3 separate regions of the Mus musculus genome follow, and regions 1 and 3 are each linked to region 2. The links are chromatin contacts, called in public HiChIP or PLAC-seq maps. All regions are on one chromosome and are shown on one strand. Each heading gives the region's core, a stretch centred on a gene start, on an enhancer-like site or on the middle of the called end of the contact. The rest is flanking DNA. Distances are from core to core; before and after follow the strand shown.

Region 1 (4,718 bases), core at 1,820-4,319, 270 kb after region 2:
AAAACCAAAAAAAAAAAAAAAGAAAATGCCCTATAGCCTGATATGGAGGCATTTTCTAAGTTAAGGCTCCTGCTTTTCAGTTTGTGTCAAATTGACATAAAAATTAGCCAGGACAAATGCATAAGGCTTGATGTTAGAGACATGCCTGGAGCTTCACTGTCTAACTGTCACTGTGCGAAATTGGAATTTCATCTCTCCGTCTTAGAGGTCCACCCCCCTCCCCCAACGCGAGGCAGACAATACTGCCATCTCCCCAAGGAATGTGAAAAGCTTGTACCAGTCCTGGGCCATCACAGCCGCTCCATCCAGAACCAATATTAACATTCTTGTTACAGCTACCATCAACTCTGAAGTTTCTTGTCTTTCAGGCTTACTCAGAGAAGATCGTGGGATCAGAGAGTAAGATATGGTGTGGCCAGAGGGGACTGGCATTAAAATAGTGAATGAGAATGCTCGATGTAGAAGAGGTGAAGGGCAAGCCTTACTGGAGCCTGCCCAGAAAGGATTCCAGCTTAGCAGCTGAGCATGGAGGGGGAGCAACTGCTGCTGGGAAGGGTGGTCTGTGGGCACCTAATCAGCTTATCCAAGGAACATGCGCAGCATCTGGGGAGGACTGGGAAGAGCCCAGTGAGTGGACTCATTTAAACAGGAAATCTGGGAAGAAAGGAGGGGAACAGAGTGGAGGAACAGAACAGGGACCCAGTCTCCATCCAGACAAGAACGCACCAGCCTTGTCCCGGTCCTTCTGTGAATCTGAAAGAAGCAGCTTTCGTGCCATTGCCTTTCCAAGGGAAGAAAACCAAACCAAACCAAAGCAAAACTGAGAGGTAGAGGAAATGGTATGTGATGGCAAGTCAGGTGGTATAATGGAAGGCAGAGCCTGTGTGACTCTTGGTTTCATCAGGTGGTGCACAGGTTTGGCTCAGTGACATTTGTTTTGTGCTTAGTTGAGTTTTGGAGGGTTTTTTGTTCGTTTGTTTTGCAAACCTTCAGCAAGCAGTAAGATTTTTATAAAATCTAAGAGTGCTACTTCTCTTTCAACATAGTCCCATCTACTATACAGAATTCACCTTTCCCCAGATGACAGCCACTTTCTAGAAGATACTGTGTGCTCTGTACAGGCAGGAAGAGACCAGGCTAGATCAGTATCACACCCTGGAGCCGTTGAACAGAGGGACCAGGTTCTTTCCTGTCCTTAGTGTTAGGCTGCCCAGCCCTTTCCTAACATCTTGTTAGGTGCCTTCTCCAACCTGAGAGCACCCATCAAGGCTCCCCAAGGCTGGGGCTTGAGTTTTCAGGCTACTAGAGTTTTCCCTCACTGTCACCGGTGCAGAGTATCTGAGGAGAAATAGGGCTAGTCACCCCTTTGCCTGGAAAGCTAGGGCAAGTCTTCACTCCATTCTTCCTCATGCTTCACACCCAAGACATTTTTTCTTTTCTATTTTCTTTTTTTAAAGGTGATGTCAAGCAGAGACAGTTGTCCTAGTCCCTGGCAGCTGCTGCACGGAACAACGCATCCTCCTCCACCCTGGCATTAGTTATGGCTGTCAGTTAGGGGAGAAGGAAACACTGGCTGATGTCTGATTGCCTCCAGGCCCTGGAGTCTGTGTGCTAGAAGATTCTGGCTCCATGCAGGCTTAGCCAACTTAGAAATGTCTGCTTGAAAATGAACTCTTTTATGTTCACAATTTCACAAATAGAAAGCGCCTGATTTGGGGATCGGGACACTGTGGTCATGAGTTCTCCATGTGGTAGCCATTGAGCCTCGAGACTGCCTGCCCAGTATCATCCCTCATCTTAGCTGTGCCAAATGCCAAAGAGCTTTTGAAATGTCACAGTGGAAATTAGAAACAAAGACGAGGCAGACACCTAAGCCCAGTGAAGCATGTTTACTTTCATGACCTTATAAGCAGGACTCTTTGCAAACCTTCCTCTGTTTTTTTATTTTATTTTATTACATGCATTTATTTTGTGCGTATGTGTTTATGGGTGTGCACATGTACCACTGTGTGTGTTAGAGGTCCCGGGACAATCTGTGGATGTTGGCTCTCTCCATCATGTGAGTTCTGGGGACTAAACTGTGGTTCTCAGGCTTGGCAGAAAGCCGAGTCATCTTGCCAGCTCATAGCCAAAGATCTTTATGTTTATCAGAAGAATAGACTGGGCACCTTAATGTATGGCAAGATGTTTGCCTTACATAAAACCGAGACGTCCGAGCTGGTGGGAAAGGAAGACAGGTGAGTGAGCTGATAGAGCCAGAGCTGTCAGTCACAGGGTCAGGACTGGCTCTGGAGTCTCTGTTCATGCAGCTGGGAAGTATGTGGTCACAAGTACCCAGAAGGACAGCCAGAAAAATGAGTGACACGGTATATAAGGCAGAACGTGGAATCTGGCACAGTACCAACACTACTTTCTCTTGACACGTGCATCTGTTTGTTGAGTGTGAACTTGTGTCTATGTGTGTGCACAGTGTGCATTTAAACAAGCCTGTGAGTGCGGGCTTTTGCAAATGGAGGTGGGCACGCTGTAGAGTGTGCATTCTTGCGAGCGAGGGTGCGTGAATGGCAGTGTGTGTGTGCTTCTGCTCCTTTTGAGTCCTGCCCAAAAGACTGGCTCGGGCCTGATTTGTTTTGCCATTTGCCATCCTTTCTCTCCTCCCCCATCTCCAGACAGAAGCTCACTCTTAGTATAGCTCAAGAATCAGCCCCACCCCTGCATGTAACCTGATCCCCCCGTGGAATGCACAACAGAGCTTCAAAACCCTGGAACAGGGCTAATCCTCTTTATTTGGCAGCATCTCTGAAAAAAAAAATAAAATAAAGTAAACCAGTGGGGGCGAGGCAGGAAAGTTGGAGGTCCCGCTTCTGCTGTCTGTCCACACAAAGCCCGCTGGGCCTTGGGCTGCTTGCAAAGGAAAGACATTGTCTTGTGGATTACAAGACATAAAGTGGAAGGCTCTTCTGTAATTATGCCTGAAGAGTTTAGTCGCCAGTGTTTGAAGCCAGGAAGCAGTCCTGTTGCTGATCAACTATATGTTTACTGAGCCTGTACTGTGAGTCAGGCCCCTGCTGGGCGGGATCCAGGGGTGCAGAAGGGAAAACGCTGCTGTGATAGACCAGAGCCTTCCCTGCTGCAGACATCAGCCCCCAAGGCAAAGGCTGCCAAGAGAGCTGCCCCAGCCCAGTGCTAGTATAAAGCATGGTTAGGTTTAAAGAAAGGCCATAAAGGTCATGACCATCCTGCCTTTAGAAATGCATTCGCATGGACTTACATAGGAACTCACTCCTGGGCAGATGACACGGATTTATTTATCTTATAACCCTGGACCTTTGTAGAGCCCTGGATACAAGGTCAGTCACCCTGGTCCTAACGCTCGCCCAGGTCTGTATTACTGAGGGAGAGGCTTTATCGTGAGCCCTGCTGGGATCCCAGTCCCGCCTTTGAGTATTTGCTTGCTTTATTTATTTGTTTAAGACACAGAGCCTTTCTGTGTGACCCAGGCTAGCCTTGAACTTGCTATGCTGGCCTAGCACTTCTGGCCCTCCTGCTTCTCAGGATCTCACTGTGTACCACTTGCCCGACTTGTTGTCATTCATTTGTCCTCCTTCCTTTTGATTTTCCTCCTTATGTATGCATGTTTTTCTTTATTAAAACGGTGGTACTGAAGGTAATACTCAGCAAAGGTGTTACACATCTCACAAAATACCTGGTTAACAGCATATGTGTGCATTTCAGCATTGCGGGACAGGCTTTTCCTAGGGAGACACTACACAAGGATCTATTCCCCCCAGATAGGGAGACCACAACAGGCCAAAGAAGAGATATCACCAAAGTCCAACTCGATGAGCCCATGGGTTTTATTAGGGTTACTTACAGGAGTCTGGGTAGAGAAGAGTAGGCTGGTTCCAGGAACTGGGCAATTCTAGGCAAGTCCAGCTTCAGAAGCTGCCCTGCCACCTGGCCTGAATCAAGGACAATGGGTTACCAGCAGTTTCCAGATCTTCCCAGAAAGTTCCACCACACCCAGGTAACGGAATGTCTGTAGAAATGGACCCAACATATTACCATAGAGGTCACCTACCCTAGAATCCCCTAATGTGCTTTAAATCAGGCCTGCGAGCTCACTTGGCTGTTTCTCTATCTTGGTAATGGGAGACCCCGGCACGCTGGACTAATGCAGAATAAAACACTCTTTGAGTTTACATCCTATTTGAGTCGGGGTGTCATTCTTCATGGTATCACAGACCCTTACAGGATGAGAAGATACAAACAGGAGCAGAAATGACTCAAAGCTCACCCTAGTATGGGTGACAGCTCACCAAAGCTGGAACCATGGAGAACACTGCCTGTAGGCAGCTCAAGAAGTTGGAGCTGTCCCTTCCATGTGACTCAGTACATCTAGACTTCTTGCAGGCAGCTTAGCTGGTTCCTTTAAGGCAGCTGATCTGGTCTCAGAGTCTTCTTTCAGCTTTGCCCATTTGGGAGTCTTCTTTGCATCCTTGGACTCTCTGGATTTATTTCTTACTCTGGCAGGGATGGGGATTGGGGGAGGGCTGGTGAATCTGATCAGTTTCAGGGACTTCCTGAGGCTATTTTCAGTTGTTTACTTTCTTGATTAAGGAGCTTTCCTGTGGGGTGAATGTTTCAACATCATACCCGTGGAAAAAACTATCACTGTTTCTCAAAGACTGGAACAAAAGAGAAGAATGCCCAATTTG
Region 2 (4,305 bases), core at 159-2,658:
TTCTTAAACCAACACCAACTGGAAAAGCATCTGTGGATAAAATTTGTTTTCAGCTGAGTTAAAAGCATAGGTCCCCCAAAAATGGCCTGCTCGGGACCATAATCCCTGCTAGGCTGTCAGCAGGGGGGAGAGCTTCAACAGATGTCACCATCCCCAAGGCCTCCGGAGCTCATCGCGCTGTTAAAGGTCTCCTTCACAGGGGATGTCTATGGAAGTCGGGCGGCATAGCAACCATTTTACTCACAAGTGTAAAGTGTTAGAGTATTCACAGTTCACTCTCGCCATGGTTTTAGAGCAGGCCCACTATTCCACAGAGAAGGCGCTTTTGTCTGGTCTCCAGATGCAGAAACACACACACACATACACACACACACACACACACACACACACACACACACACACACACAAATACCCAGAGAACTATGCTTCTGCAGAGGTAATGAAGAGGAAATGGGAATACACAAGGGGGTCAGAAACTATACATACACACACATACACACACATACACATACATACATACATACATACATACATACATACACATATGTCATGGCAGACAGAGCTAGCATTCTACCCACAAGGTTAAACTGCTAGAGCATATTCACATGTAACAGACAAAGAACAGCACCCTCTCTCCTTCCCTTAGAAACCTCCACAGAACCTGTTTCAGCTCCCAGGGGACATCCAAGGAAACATGAAAACACGAGGACAGTGCTTTATGTGCTGGCTCGTGTCGGCTACCTCTGTTCTGGGGGCATGGATGATACTGGATTATTTGTGACACTACTTATGAGACCGACCTCAGGTTTTCAGTCTGAATGTTGGACTTTTTGCAACTCCTGCCATAGTTGGGGTGATAACACCACTTGTTGGAAACATTCCCCCCACTCATTTGATTGTCTTCCTGGCTTCCACACGCCCCGTCAGGTTTCATCTGGGACTAACGGGAGGGCTGAGGCCTGCAGTTGTCAATAACTAGGGAGCTCTAAGTCCAGGGTCTACCATGAAGTTCAGGTCCAACCCAGGCCATAAGCAACAGGGCTTCAGTAACTATACTTTTATCCTCTAAGGCAGTGACTCTTAACCTTCCCAGTGCTGCTATCTTTTAATACAGTTCTTCATCTTATGGTGACCCCACTCCAACCATAAAATTCTTTTCCTTACTACTTCATAATTGTAATTTAGCTGCTGTTATGAGTCCTAATGTAAATACCTGATATGCAGAATATCTGATATGCGACACCTGTGAAAAGGGTTGTGACCATCAGGTTGAGAGCCACTTTTCTAAGGGGACTAATATTTGCCATTACACTCATCCTCCCTTTTAAGCTGGCAACAATTTACAGATTATAAAGACACCCTGCTGTAGGAAGCTATGATAGCCACTAGGGGGCAGGATCACCTCACTGAATTCTCAACAACTGGCTGGCTCCACGCAGCACAAAGCTGGGGGCAGAGGGAGGAGAGCACACTGGTAATGGAGGTTTTGCTTGATTCTTGGCATTAGAAGGCAGCCTGCACTTTGGGGGAAGCCCGGGAAGCGTGCATGCACAAAGAGGCAGGGACTGAGTTCCTGCAGCCTCCTCTGCTGCATTGTTGGTTGTCCTGAGAAGGCAGGATGTAGAAAGCACCGAATGTGAAACAACACATTCGGTGGTGTGAAACAACACATTCTTTGTGTTTTTCCTTTTGCTGGTGGCCAAGGCACAACCCTAAACTTCATGGTCTATGAACGGAGACTGGGCCACTGCCAAGACAGACTGAGAAGCAAGCTACTCAGTGAGCATGACCACCACACTACTTATGCCTTAGAAGCCAAGGCCAATTTGCTGTTTTCAAACCGTTAAAAGCCGGCAGGGCCACTGAACCTGTAGAAAGCTAATCATAAGCCCGTTGTCACTGCAGGAGGTTAGAGATTTATCAGCTCAGAGCACAGAGGAAATTCTTGTTGACTTAGAATTTGAGGTCATATCCTCACCCAGATGGAGGGGAAACATACACGTGTGTGCCCAGGCTAATGATTCCTGGGACTCATCTCAGCGGGTGGCAGCTTGGACACATAAACCAACCAACCATAGTGATGCACTGCACTTAGCAAACAGCAGGCACTTAGCTCGAGTCTGCTCTGCAGACCTAATCTACTCAGTGTAGAGTCAGAACCCAGGAGACCTGGCACGGGGCATGAAACTGCTGAGCCTCTGGTTCTCCAGTATCTGCCCTACAAAGACGCATGCACAGAGCAAGGGTCTGGATGCTCTTTGTCAAAGTGGGGAAGCTTTTAGTGACACAGTGACACTCTTCCTATCCATCTTTGCCCTGCATAACAGGCTGGAAAAGTAGCTTCATTGCACTGATGAGCCAGTCCTGCACGAAGAGGGAAATGCTGGCCAGGCAACACAGCAGATGGATAAAAGATGAGCTCACTTGTCTAGGTAGCCCTGGAATTTAGACCTGGCCTCCTTACGTGCCAGGCTTGAGGGCTCGTCCAGTAAGAAGTGGACAGCCGCAAGCTTCCTTACCCTTAAGTTAAGGAGTTACTGAGACTGTGAAGTCTCTGTACCTCATGAAATGGTGGTAGATGTTTCTAAGACTCTTTAAATGGCTGTCTGAAGTGTTTACAAATAAGAGGTTCATCTCAGGCCCCATACAACACTGAGGGAGCACAATGAATCCAGTATGTGGGGTGAGTAACGAATGGATTGGGGTGGTAGGCCTCCGTGGTGCCCAGCCCAGCCCAGGCTACATCCAGTCATCGCTGTAACACCTTTCATTTCTAGTACAGGCATTTAGACTTATAAATTTCACTCTGGCCACTGCTTTAGCTACACCCCATGGATGCTAGTTTTATTTTCTACGGAACATTCATTTCTATGTGAAACACCAGGCTTCCTTGCCCACTACCTCGGCCCCACACAAACCCTGCTACTTAGAAAAGTGTTCTCTATCTTCCATGTGTGCAGAGACTTTTCTCACCATGGCACTTCATTGATTTCGAGGATAATTCCTTACTATACAAGAATAAACTCTGTTGTATGGCATACATTTGTTGAATTTTGTCTGTCTGACAGCTTGATCTACTTTGATGGCCATTCCATGAGGATTTTGAGAAATGCCCAACTTTACTATTTCTGTGGGTTGTTCTGTGTCAGTCAGAAGCTGCTGGGAGCTTCCGTTGTTTCAGTTTTCCTACATTCTTCCTGACTGCCGCTCCAGCTGTTCCTACCACTGTCTTGGGCAAGTACTTTATTGACTCCACGGCAAATAAAATAATTGTCCTCCAGCAAGTGGTGCCCGACGGCTTCGGTTAATGTTTGTATAATTTACCCCTCTTACACCTTTTGATTCTCAACCATCCAGCGAGACTGATTTGAAGTCTCTTCTGAACAGCATGTGGCTGGGCTATTCCCAGTCAGCCAACTAGTATTTTGACTGGTGAAGTTTGGTCACTTATGCATTAAGGAAATTACAGTGTGTTGGGGCAAATCTGTTGTCCTATTTATTTCAGCTTGCTGCATTTAATTTTTGGTTTTCCTACTTCTGTCTTCTACTTCCTAAGGGTTGGCATTTCAGAAATTCTATCTTGATATGTTTAGTGCAATTGAATTTAACCCTCCCTCCCATTATTATAATGGATGCTCTGGTAATTAAAATAAAATGGGTGATTTTACTGTTGTCTGGGGTATTTCATTTTTGCTACATGATGAGGCTTGAGAGATGGCTCAGTGGATACAGGCACTGACTGCTCTTCTATAGGACCTGGCTTTGTCCTGCCTTTCACAGCTTCATACAAACCACTGCCATTCAAGCTCTTGTGTGCCCATACAAGACCCAGAATTCCCCCCATGGCTCCTTGTAGGTTTTTTTTCCTTTCTCTTTAGTTTTCAGAAAATTTTATTTCTTGTCATGAATTTTTAAAGTAAAATAATGTGTGCACACTCAAGGCATATGTGTGATGAGACACAGTGATCCGTAGATAGAAACACACTAATAAGTACATCATCTCAGTGTGTGTGTGAAGACCAGCTTCAACCCGCTCATTCCAAGGAAATCTCAATACGGAACACTATTATGACCCACCATCCACACACTGTACTCCAGGTCTCCATCTATCTGCTGGATTTTCAGAACTATAACTACCATCTCCTCCTCTTCCTCCTCCTCTTCCTCCTCTCTTCCTCTTCCTACACATCCAGATCCAGTTGATGTCAATCTCTATATATTTGGTCCATTCTGTACTCCTGTCTCTTCATCTTTTAGATTCTACAAAGAAATGAAATCAGGAAATATTATTGTGTGTGTTTCGCT
Region 3 (4,799 bases), core at 942-3,441, 360 kb after region 2:
TTAAAAATGATATCTCTAATACTTGTGACCATGAGATGAGGATCCTCATGAATAGTGATTTAGGCTGCAGTTTGTCAATGTCTGCCGCATGACATCAGTTCTATATACTTACTCCTTTGCTCAGCAGTCCAAATTTCAATAATTTATCTCTAGGAAATATTTCAAGGCAGGGAACTATTTAGAAACAGCATAGTACTCACTGTAGAATTTTACAGTAGAAAAACAAGGCAGCCATTTATAGCGGAGGCTGGGCTGCAAAACTGCATCCCATGAGACAGCTTGCCCCTCTCCTCATCTGAGTAAATAAAGCTTTATTGGAATGCGGTTGCCCTCATTCATTTATGCTTTGGCTCTGGCTGCTTTTGTACTGGAGAGGCAGAAATGAGAGGCAGAGATACAGATCTCATGGCTCACAAAGCTGTAAAACCCCATCTGGCTTATTCCGTAGTATTGACATTAGAACCACTGCCAAGACACCAAGTTACTCTTTTTATATTGCCTGTAAATCTTAAATTTAACTGTCCATAGCATTCTATACTTTTTTTTGTTTTTACTATTGTAAATGGAATATTTTCAAAAATGATTTTTTTTTTGGTGGTGGTGATGGATGTGGGAAAATCATTTATTGTCCAAATATTTACATAGCAACCAATGAGACTCTGAATTCTTTAACTTGCATGGTCAGATATTCTTGACGAGATCTTGTTAAACTCTTTAGGCAGGTGTTATCTAAAAGTATTAAAAAAGTGAAATGCTGACAGCTGTCACCACAGGAGTAAGCCTCTGAAGCATGCTCAGTGAGTGAACCACATTTAACATGATTCCATTTGCAGTACCGTCCCGAACTGGCAAACCAATAATGACAGACAGTAGACTAATCCATGTGGCGAGAAGTAGGAAGGAGGTGAAAGTGCTAACAGGCATATGGCTTCTTTTGTGTGCTAAGAACATGCTGCTGGAGCCAGGTGTGGTGGCGCATGCCTTTAATCCCAGCACTCAGGAGGCAGAGGCAGGCGGATTTCTGAGTTCCAGGACAGCCAGGACTATAAAGAGAAACCCTGTCTTGAAAAACCAAATTAAAAAAAAAAAAAAAAAGAACATGCTGCTGTTAGAGTGTGGTGATGGTGTCATAGCTTTGTGAATCAATTACGGCCTACTGCACAGTACTGATAATGGTGTGATTTATGGCAAGATAAGTAACCTTCACTAAAACATGTCCAGTGCTTGGGAACCATGGAATAACCCAGAGTGTTTGCTGTTGTGACTCCTGGACAGTGCCGCTGTCACTAGCTCCAAGCTCCACACAGACTCCTCATCTTAGGTGATCGGTTACCCAGCTCAGGAGCACAGGGCTGAAACACACCCTCCCAGACTCAGAGGTGAGACTTTGGAACCATTTTCTCTCTCAATATTCCCTGCTTCATGTCTGTTGGCCTCCCAGCTAGGCGGGAGGAAATAATACTTTGAGCGAAGACCTGTGTCTGATGGAGTTAGGAACCTGCTGCTTCTGTGTTTATTCTCAAGGTTTTCCTCTGACTATTGCATCTTGTCTTCATCTAGTATTGTGCGACTGCTCTATTAGGAATGCAGTTGTGGTAATCTATGAGCATTCTACTCCAAAACAACATGTCTATGGTTTGGCTCCAAAGCACCCACCAGGTAGGCACTGCAGTTTTATTTAAAAGTGCTCTTATTATACTGAGTCTTAGCAGCTCAATAGTCATAACTATTCAGTCTTACAAGATGAAAAGATTCTGGAGGCTAATGGTGATGCTGGTTGCATAGTTACATGAACACATTAAACGCCACCGAGTTGTTCTGTGCAATTAAAAATTGAGAGAATAGTAAATTGTATGCAATTTTTAGCTTATTGCTTTGTTGTTGTTGTCCTTGAAAGAAGAAAGAGCAAAAGTTGCACCCTTTCATCCCTGGAGACCAATGGCCATGGTCCCTGGAGCCCTCACCTTTACACTGATGGCTACAGTCCCTGGACACCCTCAGACTGATGGCCATGGTCCCTGGAGCCCTCACCCTTACACTGATGGCTACAGTCCCTGGACACCCTCAGACTGATGGCCATGGTCTCTGGAGATGCTCAGGCTAATGGCCACAGTCCCTCAGACTGATGGCCACAGTCCCTGAAACCATCAGGCAGCTGCCTACTCTCTCCCAGCTGCAAGGCTGTTCTCTGGTTTCCATGGATGCTCTAAAGGCCTTGAACTTGCTGCGAACTTTCTGGAGTTCCCCTGCTACCTCCTGGCCAGGCTGCTATAAATAATAATGATGACGATAATGAAAAGAACTGCCCGAGATGCAGCAGGAGGCTCTGCAGACTCACAGGCGCACTGGGGAATGAGAAATGTCATGACGAGGGACTGCTTCATGGACTCAGTGCTAATAAATCATAATAATTAAATACAAGTCCTCATCGCTTGAAATTCATTTCTTTCATTTCTTGTAGCATGGCAGGAGGATGAAGGAAATAGCAGACTATTCTGAATCCCGACATCGTCCACCAGCTCAGGGTTGGTCCAGGACCTACTGGCTGTTTTTGTCCATGGCTCTCAGTCCCTGGGCATGGCTGCCTGCAGCCTGGGCCTTATCTCTAAGGCAATTTTTTCATTTTCTTCTTTCCTGTGTAGAGTTGGTAAAGGTGACCCTTAGGTGTAGACAGCACAGAGCATGGAGATAGATTGACAGTCCCTTGCTCTGTTCTTTCCAGGATGAGTCAGTCCCATTCATGCCCTTGAAACTGCAGAAAGTCGCTGATATCTCAGGAAGCTGGAGCTAAGGGAGCAGCCGTTGGCCTAAGTCCTCTTTAGAATGTGTGATGCTCCGAGGAAGCTGATCTCTGTTGTGCTTGCTGACTAAAGTCTCCCTGATCTCTGTGTCTTTCTTTCCATTCTCAATGTTTTGTTCTCACACTGGCAAAATCCTCCAAGTGCTGGTGCCTGAGTAGGACAGCTGTTCCCTGTGCATAGATCTGGCTTGCAGGCTTCTTTTTCTGGGATCCATGGGAACTGCCTTTGCCACCATGGCTGGGGAGATGCAGAGATCCTTTTACACTTCTTACCATGTGCTTACACCTTTGCACAGAAGTGATCCACATACATGTCCTCTCCCAGCTGCTTACCCACGGCAACCCTTGCTTCCTTCCGGGGTGATGGGATACAGAGCTTCCCACTCCTCAGTGAGGGAGGCTGGGAAATGTCTTGGTGGAGTTGAAGGTTATGGGAATGTTGCCAGACTCTTATGGGAGTGGAAGGCTACTCTTTTATCCAGGTAGATCGTATTCCTGTTTTCTTGGCTTCACCTCCTGGGTTTACTGATCTCTCCTATTGGCAGGAAATAGGGTGACTTAGGGAGAGTCGGACACTGATGCTCTGGGAATCAGAAGAGGGGAACGGATCCCAGACAGACGGGAAAGCTTGGAAGGGTGTATGATAAGGAGTGAGCAGAAGTTTCCTGTGTCCACTGACAGAACCACACATGTCCAGGCTGCATTCACCCTCACAACCTTGTGCAGATGGCAAAGCCCAAAATAGAAATCCACAGAGCTCAGTTTAAAAAGCCTGCATGTTCCTGACAACAGGACAATAGAAAGCTTTTGAAGAATGCTATTCAAAATATTTGGTAACAAAGCCATTAGGAGCCTTTTAATACTGCTTAGATTTTGTGTAATCTTAGGTTTTCATATAAGCAGATCTTTGCCTATGGATGAAAATCACCAGACTCCAAAAAATCTTCCCTCTCCCCTTTCCTTTGATCTTGAGTAAAAGAGTGGAAGTTGAAGCTATGGGATTTGTGCTCAAGCCCTACCCAGGCTTTGCTCTGGAGATCTGGTAGTGGGGACGAGCAGCAGGACATAAATGCCCTGTGAAAAGTCCTATGTGTGACAGGTCAGGAGAGAGTATGAAGTATCCATCTGGGTACAGGGTACGTAATGGATAGTGTCATTTCTCTACCCAAGTGATTCTGATGGCCACTCTGCCTTGAGGTTAGGAGGTTTGGATGGTGTGAAGGGAAGGTAGGTGAGCAACTTGCCCTTTTAGGCAGGCAAGAGTGCGTCCTGCAGCTCTGCTGATGGGAGCACCTCATGCAGCTTTGCTGGTGGGAGCACCACAGCTCTGCTGATGAGAGCATCACATACATTTTTGCTGGTAGGCCTAGGAGTTCCCTAGTAAGGAACATTTCCAACCTGGTAGGCTGGGTACTTCTCTGCCCATCCCTATAGGATTTACAAGTCATGTTTGGGAAGCTTAGCAGTTCCATAGGAAACTTCTATAAATAGGGTTGCCCTTTGAGCATTCTCAACCCCTGAAAGGCCCTCAAGACCTCAGCATGAGGTATCTTTGAGCATCTAATCAGATGGGTATTCAGCTCATGGGGTGTCCAGTGACTCATCTTCAGGGCCTCCATGTGCAGATGTGCCCCTTGGATTTGCTGTTCAGAGAAGCTCTCTAGCACCAGCTGTCTGTCTCTAATGAGACATCTCTTCTGTACCTCCTTGGTGACAATCTGTAGGCAAATCTGACCTTAGGAGAACAGAACACATCAGGCAGAGTGTGCTACAAGAATAGTGCAGGTCTCACGCTATCCAGTTTGTGTGACATGCTCTATTGTTCCACTAGGAACATGAAGAAGTATGAATCTATGGGCAGGTTTGTAGAAGTCTACATGTAAGCTGACCTTGGATTAGTAGATTTCAAAGAAATTAGTTTAACCCTTCCTCTCATGAAGGATTTAAAAAAAATCTTATAGATATAAACATTGGCATTGGATCAAAGTCAGCATTGCAA

The links. HiChIP or PLAC-seq counts read pairs in DNA pulled down with a chosen protein or histone mark.
Region 1: a contact with region 2 is called in an HNF4G HiChIP or PLAC-seq map of pancreatic cancer cells. The contact joins two enhancer-like sites. A contact is called at or near these places in 2 of 484 Hi-C or Micro-C datasets (embryonic stem cells and olfactory sensory neurons) and 1 of 115 datasets of contacts at active chromatin or transcription factors (pancreatic cancer cells).
Region 3: a contact with region 2 is called in an H3K27ac HiChIP or PLAC-seq map of VIP interneurons, with 5 times the contacts expected there. The contact joins two enhancer-like sites. A contact is called at or near these places in 4 of 484 Hi-C or Micro-C datasets (bone marrow-derived macrophages, embryonic fibroblasts, neural progenitor cells and 1 more) and 2 of 115 datasets of contacts at active chromatin or transcription factors (VIP interneurons and embryonic stem cells).

The regions. Positions count from the first base shown.
Region 1 is chr11:8,690,297-8,695,014 of GRCm38.p6, forward strand. No RefSeq gene overlaps it. Among named protein-coding and RNA genes, the nearest start is that of Tns3, 28 kb to the left of the region's middle. Within about 2 kb of position 3,070, at least 137 of the 459 cell types and tissues checked have an H3K27ac peak or open chromatin away from gene starts, as enhancers often do. A contact at or near this core is called in pancreatic cancer cells, where this site is marked.
Region 2 is chr11:8,423,018-8,427,322 of GRCm38.p6, forward strand. No RefSeq gene overlaps it. Among named protein-coding and RNA genes, the nearest start is that of Tns3, 240 kb to the right of the region's middle. Within about 2 kb of position 1,409, at least 83 of the 459 cell types and tissues checked have an H3K27ac peak or open chromatin away from gene starts, as enhancers often do. A contact at or near this core is called in VIP interneurons and pancreatic cancer cells, where this site is marked.
Region 3 is chr11:8,779,305-8,784,103 of GRCm38.p6, forward strand. No RefSeq gene overlaps it. Among named protein-coding and RNA genes, the nearest start is that of Gm36772, 18 kb to the right of the region's middle. Within about 2 kb of position 2,192, at least 36 of the 459 cell types and tissues checked have an H3K27ac peak or open chromatin away from gene starts, as enhancers often do. A contact at or near this core is called in VIP interneurons, where this site is marked.